2 separate regions of the Hordeum vulgare genome follow, and region 1 is linked to region 2. The links are chromatin contacts, called in public Hi-C maps. All regions are on one chromosome and are shown on one strand. Each heading gives the region's core, a stretch centred on a gene start, on an enhancer-like site or on the middle of the called end of the contact. The rest is flanking DNA. Distances are from core to core; before and after follow the strand shown.

The links. Hi-C and Micro-C count contacts between places; a contact is called where the count stands out from the background.
Region 1: a contact with region 2 is called in a Hi-C map of seedling, with 6 times the contacts expected there. The contact joins the promoter of LOC123412225 here to the promoter of LOC123412098 in region 2. A contact is called at or near these places in 3 of 6 Hi-C or Micro-C datasets (leaf and seedling).

The regions. Positions count from the first base shown.
Region 1 is chr7H:158,643,364-158,649,884 of MorexV3_pseudomolecules_assembly, reverse strand. LOC123412225 (beta-1,2-xylosyltransferase XYXT1-like) reads left to right here and starts at 1,662. Exons shown (of 6, transcript XM_045105166.1): 1 at 1,662-1,687; 2 at 1,753-2,108; 3 at 3,242-3,343; 4 at 4,116-4,208; 5 at 4,342-4,476; 6 at 4,575-5,975. The coding sequence starts at 1,677. The coding sequence ends at 5,770.
Region 2 is chr7H:158,141,591-158,147,393 of MorexV3_pseudomolecules_assembly, reverse strand. LOC123412098 (beta-1,2-xylosyltransferease XAX1-like) reads right to left here and starts at 3,990. Exons shown (of 3, transcript XM_045105046.1): 1 at 3,425-3,990; 2 at 3,071-3,307; 3 at 1,545-2,864. The coding sequence starts at 3,620. The coding sequence ends at 1,660.

The sequences.
Region 1 (6,521 bases), core at 413-2,912, 500 kb before region 2:
GTGTTCTCGGTTAACTTATATAACACCTGATATAGCACACATTACATGGGAACTTTCTCCGTTTGTAGCTTTTTATTTTACATCCATTTCCATTTCCATTTTATTTATTTTCTTTCTTTTAATTTTCATTTATTTTATTTTTCCTTTTAAATTTTTCTATTTGTTTTCCTACTTATTTCCATTTTCTTTCCTTTTTCCTTTCCTTTTCATTCCTTTTTATATTTTTCCTTTTGTTGTTCTTTTTTTCTATTTTTAAATTCGTGAACTATTTTAAAAATCCGTGAACTTTCATCAAATCAATGAACTTTTTCCAGTTTTTATGAAAAGTAACGAGCGCTGGTGAAGTATAATTTTTATAAATGGGATGAACATGTTTTGGAATTTGTAAACATTTTTAAATACATGAATATGTTTTCACATTGCACAAACACTTACTAAAAATGCATGGCATTTTTTGAAATGCGTGAACATTTCAAACATGTTTTTGAATGATATATATATTTATATTTATAAGCCATAGAAATATGTTTTTAACAGGCCATGAAACATTTCTTATTTGTTAATATAATGTTTTCATTCCACAAATGTAAATAAAAGTAAAATAACAAAAATAGACAAAGGCAATAAGAAAAAAAAAGCGAGGGCTCCTACGTGGTGGGCCAACTCATTAAGGGAGTCCTTGTGGCCGAGGAGAAGCGGTTGAGAAAAAATGTTGCCTAATTTTTACTGTCTCTCTTTCTATTTTCTAAACAAAATCTATTATAAAAATTCATCGAAAGTATAAAGCATCTCAAACATATTAAAAATTATATCGAGATTTTGAGACCATCAAACAATCACTACTATCGCCGTAACAAACAACCGAGGTTTCGTTGTTCCCGCTTCCTTACATGAGCCAGCTTGACCCGGTCGATGACATCTGAAAAGTCTCCATGCACGTGTCCCTAAGGAGTAGCGCCCTTAAGCTGCAGTCGTCGTCATGACCCTTGCATAGATATGAAGCTTACATCAAATCTCGCCACACAATGAAAAACCATAACTCATCACTGAAATTAAAAAAACGACAGAAATCTACCTAGAAACTCAAACATACGTAACTCGAGAAGGATTGTAGCCCAGGAAAAATAACTCAGAGATGAAGCGTCGCCATCCGCCTGAGCATCGCATCGGGATTTGTTCCTTCTCCATCGTCGACCGTCGGAGGGACAGGTAGAAGGGAGGCGAATCCACAAGCTCGTTGAAGAAGTCTGAAGGAAAGAGTTCGCTCTAACCGTATAGAATTAGCAAGTTTGTTCACCATGACCCAGACACCACATTCCGTAAACCCAATCCGTGAGAGGAACTCTCTGCAGACGAAGCATTACTCCACACGAACCAAGCGCAGCGGACAGTCAACGAGGCCGACTGGGATACAAACAAAAACCGGTCGACCTTATGCTTAGCAAACCCGTCTGCTGTCATACCAACAGTTCTTGAACATGACCTGTCCGCGGGCACTGCTGTTACCCCGGAAACAGAAGCGGAGTATCATACTACGAGTCAGTAACAAACAAGGGCCAATGAACTGCAAACCGGGGCCGTTGATAGGCTGCTGCAGTGTCGAGGTCCACCGCCCGCTGGGAGACGTGACGTGCAGAATGGGAGAGCTAGCTAGCTAGCCAGCAAGGCAGCAACGCATGATAGTCAGGTTTGATGCCCCCTCTCGCCGCCAGCGGCACGTTCCGTGGAATAATCAGACTAGTTTTTTTTTAGGTGCTACTCAAGCCAGTTAGAACCACATGGAAATCGCCACCCTCTGCCTGGCTTCCTGCATAAATACGTCCGCGGCGCAGACATTACCCGTCGCGTAAGGCGAGCCTCTTGCACACAGACGAAAGAAGGCAGAGCGGGAGGGAGGGAGGGAAACGATCGTCGCGAGCGCTTCGACGGCAGCATGACCGCCGACCCTTCGTCGTCGTCGTCGACGGCCGGGGCGCCGTCGGTGAAGGGCGTGGCGAGGACGCTGTCCCAGCACCACCGCGCCGTCGTCGGCTTCCTCTTCGGCTTCTTCGTCATCCTCGTGCTCTACACCACGGCGTCCGGCCAGTTCGGGACGACCAACACCATCGGTTAGTAGCAGTAGCAACCTTCGTTCTACTCCTATACAAGTTACCTGCATGCGGTTCTCCATGCTTATTTACCGGGGTAACGTCCTCGACGTTTCTCTTCACCCTGGTCATACTTTTTTTTTTGCATAGACACCCTGGTCATACTAGAGCGTACACTTTTTACTGCTTCCTTTACGTACTCCACTTTTTTTTTTTTTTTTTGCGTATACTTTATGTACTCCACTATAGTTGAAGAATATTGCATCAGATTTCTGTTCACAACTTGATGGCCAAACCCGGCTATATCCTCCTCTTTTTGCTTCCCTTGACCCCAATGGGAGACTCGGTGACGTATGGAATTCTCCTTCATGACTTGTTCTGCTCTACAAAATTAAGAAAACAGTGGAAAACCAGTCACCTTTCTTTTTCAGGAGAATGACGCTTCTTCCTCGGAAGTATTCAAACGATACGTATGCAACCATAGTTTCCATCCAAATTATTGTGCTGCATTAATTGTTCTACCACTACATATAGATATAGCCAAGCCACATTTCCTCGACAATTAATTGTCACCTCCCCTGCAATCCGCTCCAAATCCATACTCACCAACTACACTAAATTATACTAGAAGAATCACTCAATAGTATTTCTGGCAGACTCGTAACGGGACCACACACATATCAAAATATGTAACGCATATATATTTACATTATTTGCAAATTTTGACCATACTTCCTCCGTTCATAAATATACGTTGTTTTGAATATTTTAATATAAACTATATACGGACTGAAATGAGTGAAGAAACACACTAAAACGCCTCTATATATCTAATTCAATTTAGGGAGAAAAAATTCTTATATTTGTGAACGGAGGGTGTACTAGCTATTCTACTTCCTCCATTTTTAAATATAAGTTTTTTTAGACATTTCATTAGAAGACTACGTAAATCTATATTTCAAAATATTTTTATAACTTTATATATATGCATTGGTATGTAATCCCTTGTGAAACCTTTAAAAAGCTTTATATTCAAAAACGGAGGGAGTAGTATGCATGTGGAATGTCAAAGCATGTGCTTGATATCTCCAGGTTGTCACGCTTACCATACAACACAACCAGCTAATTTTGCCTGTATATCTACGTTCTTGCAGTCGCCCTGCGGTCCACGCCGGCCGAACAGAATGCCAGGACTTCCCCTCCTCCTCCAGCGTCGACACCAACGTCGTCGGCGCCAAATAATATTTCCACCCAAGGTATATTACGACTACGCGTCCGGTGACGTATCTTTACATTCTGATTTAGCGCAATCATCGCTACCCTGTTAACTATAATCAAATGTTGTGAAGTCGTTGTTAGTGTGCTCTGGAGTTTGTTTTTTGGGGTAAACAAACTGTGCTGAGCATCGGGTCCTGACAAATGGCGAAACCGAACTGCGCTTGGCCCACGGCGCGCACATGTACGTAGATACGTCAGGGTGCCGCGTCGTGATCAGCGGCTTAATAATGGCCTAATAGTAAACGATGGGGATGTGTGTCTACGTGTAGCACGGGGATTAGGTAGCACATAGTATAGCTTCAAATAAAAAATGGTAGCACATAGTATGTGTAGGAAGGATCATAGTACTGTACGCTTTTAGAGAGGGAATACGATTATACGTACCTACTTTTCTTAGAGAGAGCGCGTGTGCATACTTGACTACTTGTTACTAGTTGATTGTTAGGCGGTTTTGTGTGCGCACACATGCATGTATCTACTTCAACTCTTTGTTACACCAAGCTACGTTTGAAAATATAGCAAGTTTTTTTTTTGAAATTAAGAAAATATAGCAAGTTGGTACATATATGTAACGTTTATTCAAGTGATTACACTTGACAGCCGCAGTCGGCGAAGCAATTCTTGCTTCGATAGCATGCTTTATATATAGTGTACTCGAATATCTAAGGCCACGTAATTCTGCGTAATTTGCATTTGCTTTTGTTGATGTATACCTAACATTGACAGCTGCGGTACGTGACATGGAAAAAGGCAAGAAGGACGAGGCAGCCAAGACGACGGGAGAAGTACGCATCCGAGACAAGAACGTAGCACCTGGAACCGACATGAACAACAAGACTGCAGGTAATACTTCGACCTTTCACTGCCTAACTCGTCCTTGTTGGCATACTGTAATTATTTTGTTGATTGAGTACTCTCTAGTCTCTCTTGAGGTTGATTTACTGATGATTGACTGGCTGTGATTTAATCAATTCAGATAGCGTGCAAGCGAATAGGACAGGCCAGTCAGGCCAGACGGTAAATGATGCTAGTGACAGGATGGAGGAAGAGCTCATCCGGCAGGAGCTAGGTCAAGACGGCGACAAGAATGAGAGCAACGTCAAGCAGCTGGGTTAGTTACCAGAAAATTTCACTTCCATTCCTATATGCAGTCAATATTCGTGATCTGAATCAGTGAGACGGTAAAACGTCGGCCGCGCATGCATGCAGGTGCCCCGCCCAAGCCCGTCTGCGACCTGTCCGACCCCAGGTATGACATCTGCGAGATCTCCGGCGACGCCCGGGCCATCGGCGGCAACCGTACCGTCCTGTATGTGCCGCCCGCCGGCGAGCGTCGGGCCGACGGCCAGGAATGGGCCATCAAGGACCAGTCCCGCAAGTACCTGGAGTATATCGACAAGGTGACGGTGAAGACCCTGAGCGCCGCCCAGTCCCTGGTGGCGCCCGAGTGCACCTCCCGGCACGCCGTCCCAGCCGTCGTATTCGCCATGAACGGGCTCACGTCCAACCCATGGCACGACTTCAGCGACGTGATCGTCCCGCTCTTCATCACCGCCCGCGCCTACGACGGCGAGGTCCAGTTCCTCGTCACCGACCTCCAGCCGTGGTTCGTGGACAAGTACCGTCTCATCCTCGCCAACCTGTCCCGCTACGACATCGTCGACTTCAACAAGGACGCCGGCGTCCGGTGCCACCCGCGCATCGTCGTCGGCCTCCGCAGCCACCGCGACCTCGGCATCGACCCGGCCCGCACGCCGCGCAACTACACGCTGCTGGACTTCCGCATGTACATCCGGGACATCTTCTCGCTGCCGCCCGACGGCCTTGGCATCCCGTACAAGCAAAAGCAGGAGGCCAACAGGAACGCGACTGCCGGCACGGAGAAACGGAAGCCGCGGCTGATGCTCATCAACCGTGGCCGGAACAGGAAGTTCGTCAACATTCCGGAGATCTCCGCGGCGGTGGAGGCAGCCGGGTTCGAGGTGGTGGTCGTGGAGCCGCGGCGTGACCTGAGGCTGGAGGAGTTCTCCAAGGCGGTGGACTCGTGCGACGTGCTCATGGGCGCGCACGGGGCCGGGCTCACCAACTTCTTCTTCCTCCGCACCAACGCGACGATGCTGCAGGTGGTGCCGTGGGGCCACATGGAGCACTCGGCCATGATATTCTACGGCGTGCAGGCCAAGGAGATGAGGCTGAGGGACGTCGAGTACAGCATCACCGCCGAGGAGAGCACGCTCTATGACAAGTACGGCAAAGACCACCCGGCGGTGAGCGACCCGGAGTCGATACATAAGCAGGGGTGGCAGCTGGGCATGAAGTACTACTGGCTGGAGCAGGACATCAGGCTCAACGTCACCAGATTTGCTCCCACGCTGCACCGGGTGCTTCGGACGGCCGAGGAATAGAGGATAGGAAATAATCCTATATACTCATAGGTTACAAGAAGAACAGCACATATTTTTCTTCATTTTTAAGACCGTAACCTCTGCGTACTGGTAATATGTTGGTGTAATGAGCTTGAAGCTTCTGGAACGAAGCACTCCGCAAAAGCAGTGCAGAAAATCAGGGAATGATATAGCATGAGAATGAACTTTACTGAAGATTTTAAAACTGTTTAATTTTAAGAGAAACCCAATTTGTATGCTTCAACTTATGGCCGAGGTTAAACCGCGTCGCTTTGTGCCGTTGTTCTTCCTCCCGAGGATGTTGCCATGGAGCTTAGGTGTCCTAGTATTCACAAAGGTAAAAAAAAACAGGTTTTCTAGGACGTGGTGTGGCGTTGTCTTCAGCCTTTGTTGTATTTTTGTCAGCAACATAGTCATGTGCGTTCAAGTTGTCAGGTTATTCTGGAATCTGCTTTGTAAGGGGGTTACACACTATCTTATATCGTTTAATTATGTACTTTAATTTATGTGTTATTTATAAAACAGGGCGAATGCCTATTTCATGAACTTACAAACGAGTTTGGTTTGCAACCATGGTATCAAAGTTGGTTCCTCCAAATTCCGATACCATTAATTTTTGCAGGATGAAACGGGCATCTACGTCGCTATTAAGGCGGCTCACGGGAAAATCCTAGTTATTGTCGTCCCTATCACCTCCTCCCGCATCTCCAGCACCCCCTCGCCCAACCCTTGGTCGGCGATGAGAAGGTTG
Region 2 (5,803 bases), core at 2,741-5,240:
TTCAATATCATTTTAGAGTATATTTTTTCTTTTCTTTTTCTTTCAATGGACACCCACGGTTATTCCCATTAAAAGAACTTCTAGATTTTGCAGTCTGGCAGAACAACGAAGCGAAAATAATCATTCTACTAGTGTTTTATGTTGTTGTTGATTTAGCCGGTCAAGTAGATAAGATTTTCGCTACTATCTTCATACCAGTATACTACAAATACATTTCGTTCTTGGCATGTCTTAAGTGTGAAAGATTTAAAACTTTGACCGTAAATATTATTTCAAATGTTTAGTTTTTTTTTGGGAGTGAAAAATACTTTGATTGAGACCTTCTAAATCATATGTTGAGATCCGTCTCGAAAAGTATATGAACGCCGCTACGCGATCGTCGACGGATTTTTTGAAAAGATTCGTCGCCTCGCGAGCCGTTAGATCCGACCGATTGAGCGACCAAGTGTCTTGTTTTACCATTGCAACATAGAACGTGTTGTAGGAAATTTCCGCAACACGGGTCATGTTACAAAAATTCTTGCAACATAGGTGAAGTTTTTGAATTTATTTATTTGCAACGGAGGTCTCGTTGTAATTTTTTTTCTATAACAAAAGTCTTGTTACATTTTTTTTCCAACAAAGACCTTACAACAGAAACTCATCGTAACAGACAGTGAGTAGCGGCCACGTTAAACGAAAGAAAGCAAAATGACGTTCGACGCGTCACATGGACTAACCGGTGGATGCTCGCACGAGAGATCCGCTCGTGGAAGCCAAGCGTTTTTCAAAGTATGTTCACAGTTTAATTCGTTTGGTATATAATGTAGCAAAAGTTAGCGGTCAAATAAAAATCTAAAAACCATGCTTGTATGTTAAATGACATGTATTTGTAATGGGTATGCGGAGGTCATATATGTGGTTAGAGTAGACCCGTCCAGGACATATACCAAATTTCAAATAATCAATGGATATGTGTTCCCCCTGTCGCACCCTTTCGTGAGACCCTGTTAATCCTCTTTGTTGATGTGCATCCCGAAGAAAGAAGCCGTGATCTTCAAGCCTTTGCCGTCACGAGAATCTGCACGGGACGCATCAATAATACTTTTTTTTTGCGAGGGGCATCAATAATGTTTCTAGGCAGCGTGTCACCATTCCCTGACTGTATCAACGATGTGCAATATCCATTGATTGATGCATTATTAGTTGCACAAGTTGATACTATTATCCAGCTGCTTTTTATTGGACGGGTATCCAGTCGTCTTTGTTGGTAAAATATTGCAAGAGTACTTGGGCTATGTGCCGTCCCTCGAGATTGTGGCACCCCGTTTGGAGCAAAACGTGCTTGGTCCGAAGCATATGAGTGGACAGCTCACTTTTAAAATAAAAAAGCACTCAATTAGTTTACTCATTCAGAGACAAGCGACAGTTAGTTTACTCATTCAGAGACAAGCGACAGTTTCATCACTTCATCAGTATGTATATGCTGTTCCCAGTTCAGTACAGGTAGTATATCTTCAGTGCTCTGGTCAGCAATGTACTACTAGTAACTCGTCTGTAGTATGTATACACCAGAAATGAAATCAATTAAGTAACTTTGATTTGAACTTACAAAATGAGAACTCATCAGCTATACCCCAACAAACCAAGTAACCAAATAACCCAAGACAAACGCTCTAATCAATCCTGCAGCTGGTCCAGCGCCTTGAGGAGAAACGGCTTGAATCTGGTGACATTGACCATGACATCCTGCTTCATGACGATCTCTGCGAGCGCCGGCCATCCCTGCGCGTGGATCTGCATGGGGTTCTTGAACACGTAGTGGTCTCGGGAGTACTTGTCCTTGAGAGTCGTCTCCTCCTCGGACACGTAGTACTCGACGTACCGGAGCTGCATGTCGCGCGCCGGCTGCCCGTAGAAGTTGGTGGCCATCCAGTCCATCTTGCCCCACGGCACGATCTGCACCAGCACGGCGCCCGTGGGCAGGAAGATCTGGTTGGTCAGCCCGGCGCCGTGCACGGCCAGGAGCACGTCGGCGGCGTTGACGGTCTCGGCGAACGCACGCACGTCCGCGCCGGCCTCCGCCACGGTCACCTCGAAGCCGAGCTGCTCGCAGAGGGCACGGACGGCGGGCAGGTTGAGCAGCTTGCGCGTGCCCTTGCGCTCGATCATGAGCATCTTGGGCCTGACGGTCGTCTTCTCGCCGAGCACCGCGGGGACGTCCCGCGGCAGGCCGAACGCGCGGCGGAGGAACCGGTTGTAGTCCACCATGGTGTAGTTGTGCGGGTTGCGGGTCGCGTGCGGGGCGATGATGAGGTCGCGGTCGCGGTATAGCCCGAGCTGCCCGCCGGGGAAGCAGTGCACCTCCTCCTCCTTGTCGAAGTTGATCACCTCATAGTTGGACAGCTTCTTGAGCAGCGGCGCGAATTTCTTGACCCACCACGGCTTGAAGTTGGTGATGAGGAGCTGCACCTCGCCGGCGAAGTGCGCCGTGGAGAGGAAGAGCGGGATCATCACGTCCGTGTTGTCGTGGAAGAAGTTGTCGGTGTAGCCGGCCGTGGAGAAGACCACCGCGGGGACGTCGTGGCGCCGGGCGCACGCGGGCGCCGAGACCGGCGACGCCACGGACTTGATGGTGACCTCCACGACGCCCGGGAGCAGGAAGGTGTCCTTGCGGGCGTACGGCCGGATCTTCTTCTCCCCGTTGTCGTCGAACGGGCCGGCGCCGGCCGGGTTGATGAAGAACATGGTCTTCTCCTTTGGGCTGACCCGGACGTCGCCCGTGAGCTCGCAGACGGACGGGCGCGCGTAGGGGAAGCCCTCGTCGACGGCGTTCTCGTCGCAGGTCATCTTGGCCTTGGCCTCTTCTGTTTTATCGCCACCGTCTGACCAAAATACGGATCATAAGTTCAGACTAAAAGTATACCAAGTACTATTCGTAAATGAACTAGATTAGTACTGTATCGAGGGGATTAAAGCTAAGCTCTTTGGGGAATCATCATCTATTAAAGGCAAGATCTCTGTTTCCATTTGATTTAAGATCCCAGCCGGATTCAGGTAGAGACAGGGAAAGAAATGGAAAAGAACTCACCTGGTTTGGTTACCGCGGTCTCCTCTTTTTCGGTGCTTTCTGTCTCCGCTGGGGTCTCCGCCTTTTCATCGATCTTTGTTTCTTGTGGAAAGCCGGGCTCCTTCGGCTCCGCGTCGCCTCCACCCAGATCTTTCTGCTCCTCGACTTCGACCTTCTTCTGCACCGGCACGGCCTGCTCCGTGCTGGGCACCGCCGTGGACGCGGGCGGGGCGTTCTTCATCACCATGGACGTGCTCTCTGCAGCAGCGACAATTTTTTGTTTTCAAATCAATCAGCAAGCTTGGAAACCCAAACAAACATCTACTAAGAAACGATTCTTGCGCGAAGATGAAGAAGTGGATCGGAGGCGCTCACCGAAGACCGGGGAGTAGATGGCGAAGAGGCGGGCGAAGGAGATGTAGGTGAGGAGGGCGAGGCAGCAGCCGGCGACGAGCCCAATCCCGAGCTTCTTAGGCTCGATCCTGCTCAGCTCCTTGGCCAGCCGCGGCTGCCTCCGCTCGCCGGGGCCGGCCGGCGGCTTTGACCCGCGCGCGTACGCCGTGGACGCCATGGAAGATCACCCACCCCCAGACACAAGACACGGCCACGACCCACGACCGATTCCCCCGGCCGGACAGCGCAAGAGAAGAAACAAAACAATCACACCACGAGGCCAGGCGCCCCCCGATATATCGGCCGGCCGATCGATCGCCACCGAACCGCGACTTTCTTTTCGCTTCTAAAAAAGCCTATTGGATCGGCAGCGCTGCATACGGGCCGGGGTGATGGTAACATGTAGCGGATGATTGGACCGACTCTTCCTGCAAGCAGTGGCATAATTCGTTTTGTTCGTTGGGGTTACTACTACTAGACTAGTTTGGCGCGGCGGGGGAGGCGGCTTGCTTGCTTCCTCACCGATTCCTTGCTTTGACTCGTCCGCAAGTTGTGTGAAGAATAATTTGGACTTGGCACCTAATCCCGTCGTGGGCAGCAGGGGGGCGTTCTTGATTATTGAGTTGTCATGTTCTGGTTTCATTATTTTTTTCCTTGATGATGAATGGTGGTTCGGCCGGGACAGGGACTTGTGGAATCGTGGAACCAGTCCGTTGGACGTGGGAAGGTATCCATCCATTCTCCATTGGTTGATTGCTTCCATTCCATACTCCCCCGTTGCACAGGGACGCTTGGTCGCTCGTGGGAGGGAAGGCGTGGATTCCGTCGGATAGGCAGTGTTTACGGCATCTCTCACGTTATCTGCGAAACCAACACCCTCAAATGTCTCTCAACATGTTCGGGCGTGTCCGACGACATCTGCCATACTTTTTTTCTTCTTCTTATGAAAGTACGCCTACGCATACCATAACTTTATGGAATGCAAAATTGTAAGTACAAAAACACTATCGCTCGCTGCGACAATAAACGTAACGCGAACTCAGCAGCTGGGCATGTGCAAATACAGCCACCAACAACCAAACAAAAACTACTGAGTAGAAGAGTTTGCCCTAACTGAACACAACACTGCGTCTCGACTAATGCCGGACGAATTGAGAGACGTGAGTTGTGGAGAGGTGTGGTCCGACTAACGATGGGCCGAATGGACCAGTCGGACTCCCTTAGACTTTACATAATTTATTCGCGAGATTAGAAGTCTTCTGGGCAAATGTTTACTATTAAGAGGGAGTCGATGCATCCTTTGATTTGACCATTACAGTCATTAATAAAAATAATAATTAAATATCAAGCATCAAATTAATTTAGAATTCAAAAGTATATAATTAACCATGCGTGCAGTTAATTAGGTTTGTTTAAATAGAAAAAGATTCATATTGAAATCAATTTGAAAGCTAGGCCATTCATACAATTAACTAGCCATGCAATCAATAACTAATGCAGTTAATCATGTGTGTTTAGTAAGTTTTTTTTCAGCGGTCTAATAATGAAATATTGAAATCATCAGGAAAAAACATTTCAATTTTCTTTACGTGTAAGTACTTTTTAACTTGAACATTATTTTTAGGACATCGATAACCACCATACGTGCATTGGGAGCAACATCCAATTACACGCCCAATGATCACATATTGCACCACATCATCGCATGCATGCATAAATGACGGAACTGATGATGTCAACTTAAATCTTTCGGATTTTTTATTTTTAAAAAGTTGTACCTCACCAAAGAAAAATCTAATTGAAAATCCATTTTTAACATTAAATCCGTAGCTACGAAATATTTGAAACTAGGTCTCATATCAATATGTTTCGTTGACTTTTTGTTGGGTTAACAATTGTCATGTGTATTGCATATAAATTGCCTGGTGTTTACAGTATGGTTGCCATGATATGCTTCAGCTAATTTTTTCTATGTTTAAAGTATTTGACATGCTATAAAATGGAGAATTAAAAAACTAAACTTGTCACACTGAATTACAAAAATTTGTCATGATTCATGAAATAATTTTGACATGTAATTAAAAAGAAACCCATCATTAATTACTTTAAAATGCATGGTTAATGACTCAAGTTTGTCATGAACCATAAACTAAAATTGACATGATGAATTACTTAAATTTATGATGATACATGCACTAAAATTTGCTAAGGTTCATACAAAAAATGGTTTCCTTCATAAAAAAATTAGGATTGTCATGGTCCAAAATACTAAAATTGGCATGATCCATAAACTAAATTTCTCATGATCTATAAACTAAATTTGTCATGATGAATTACTAAACATCGCCATGATTCATGAAT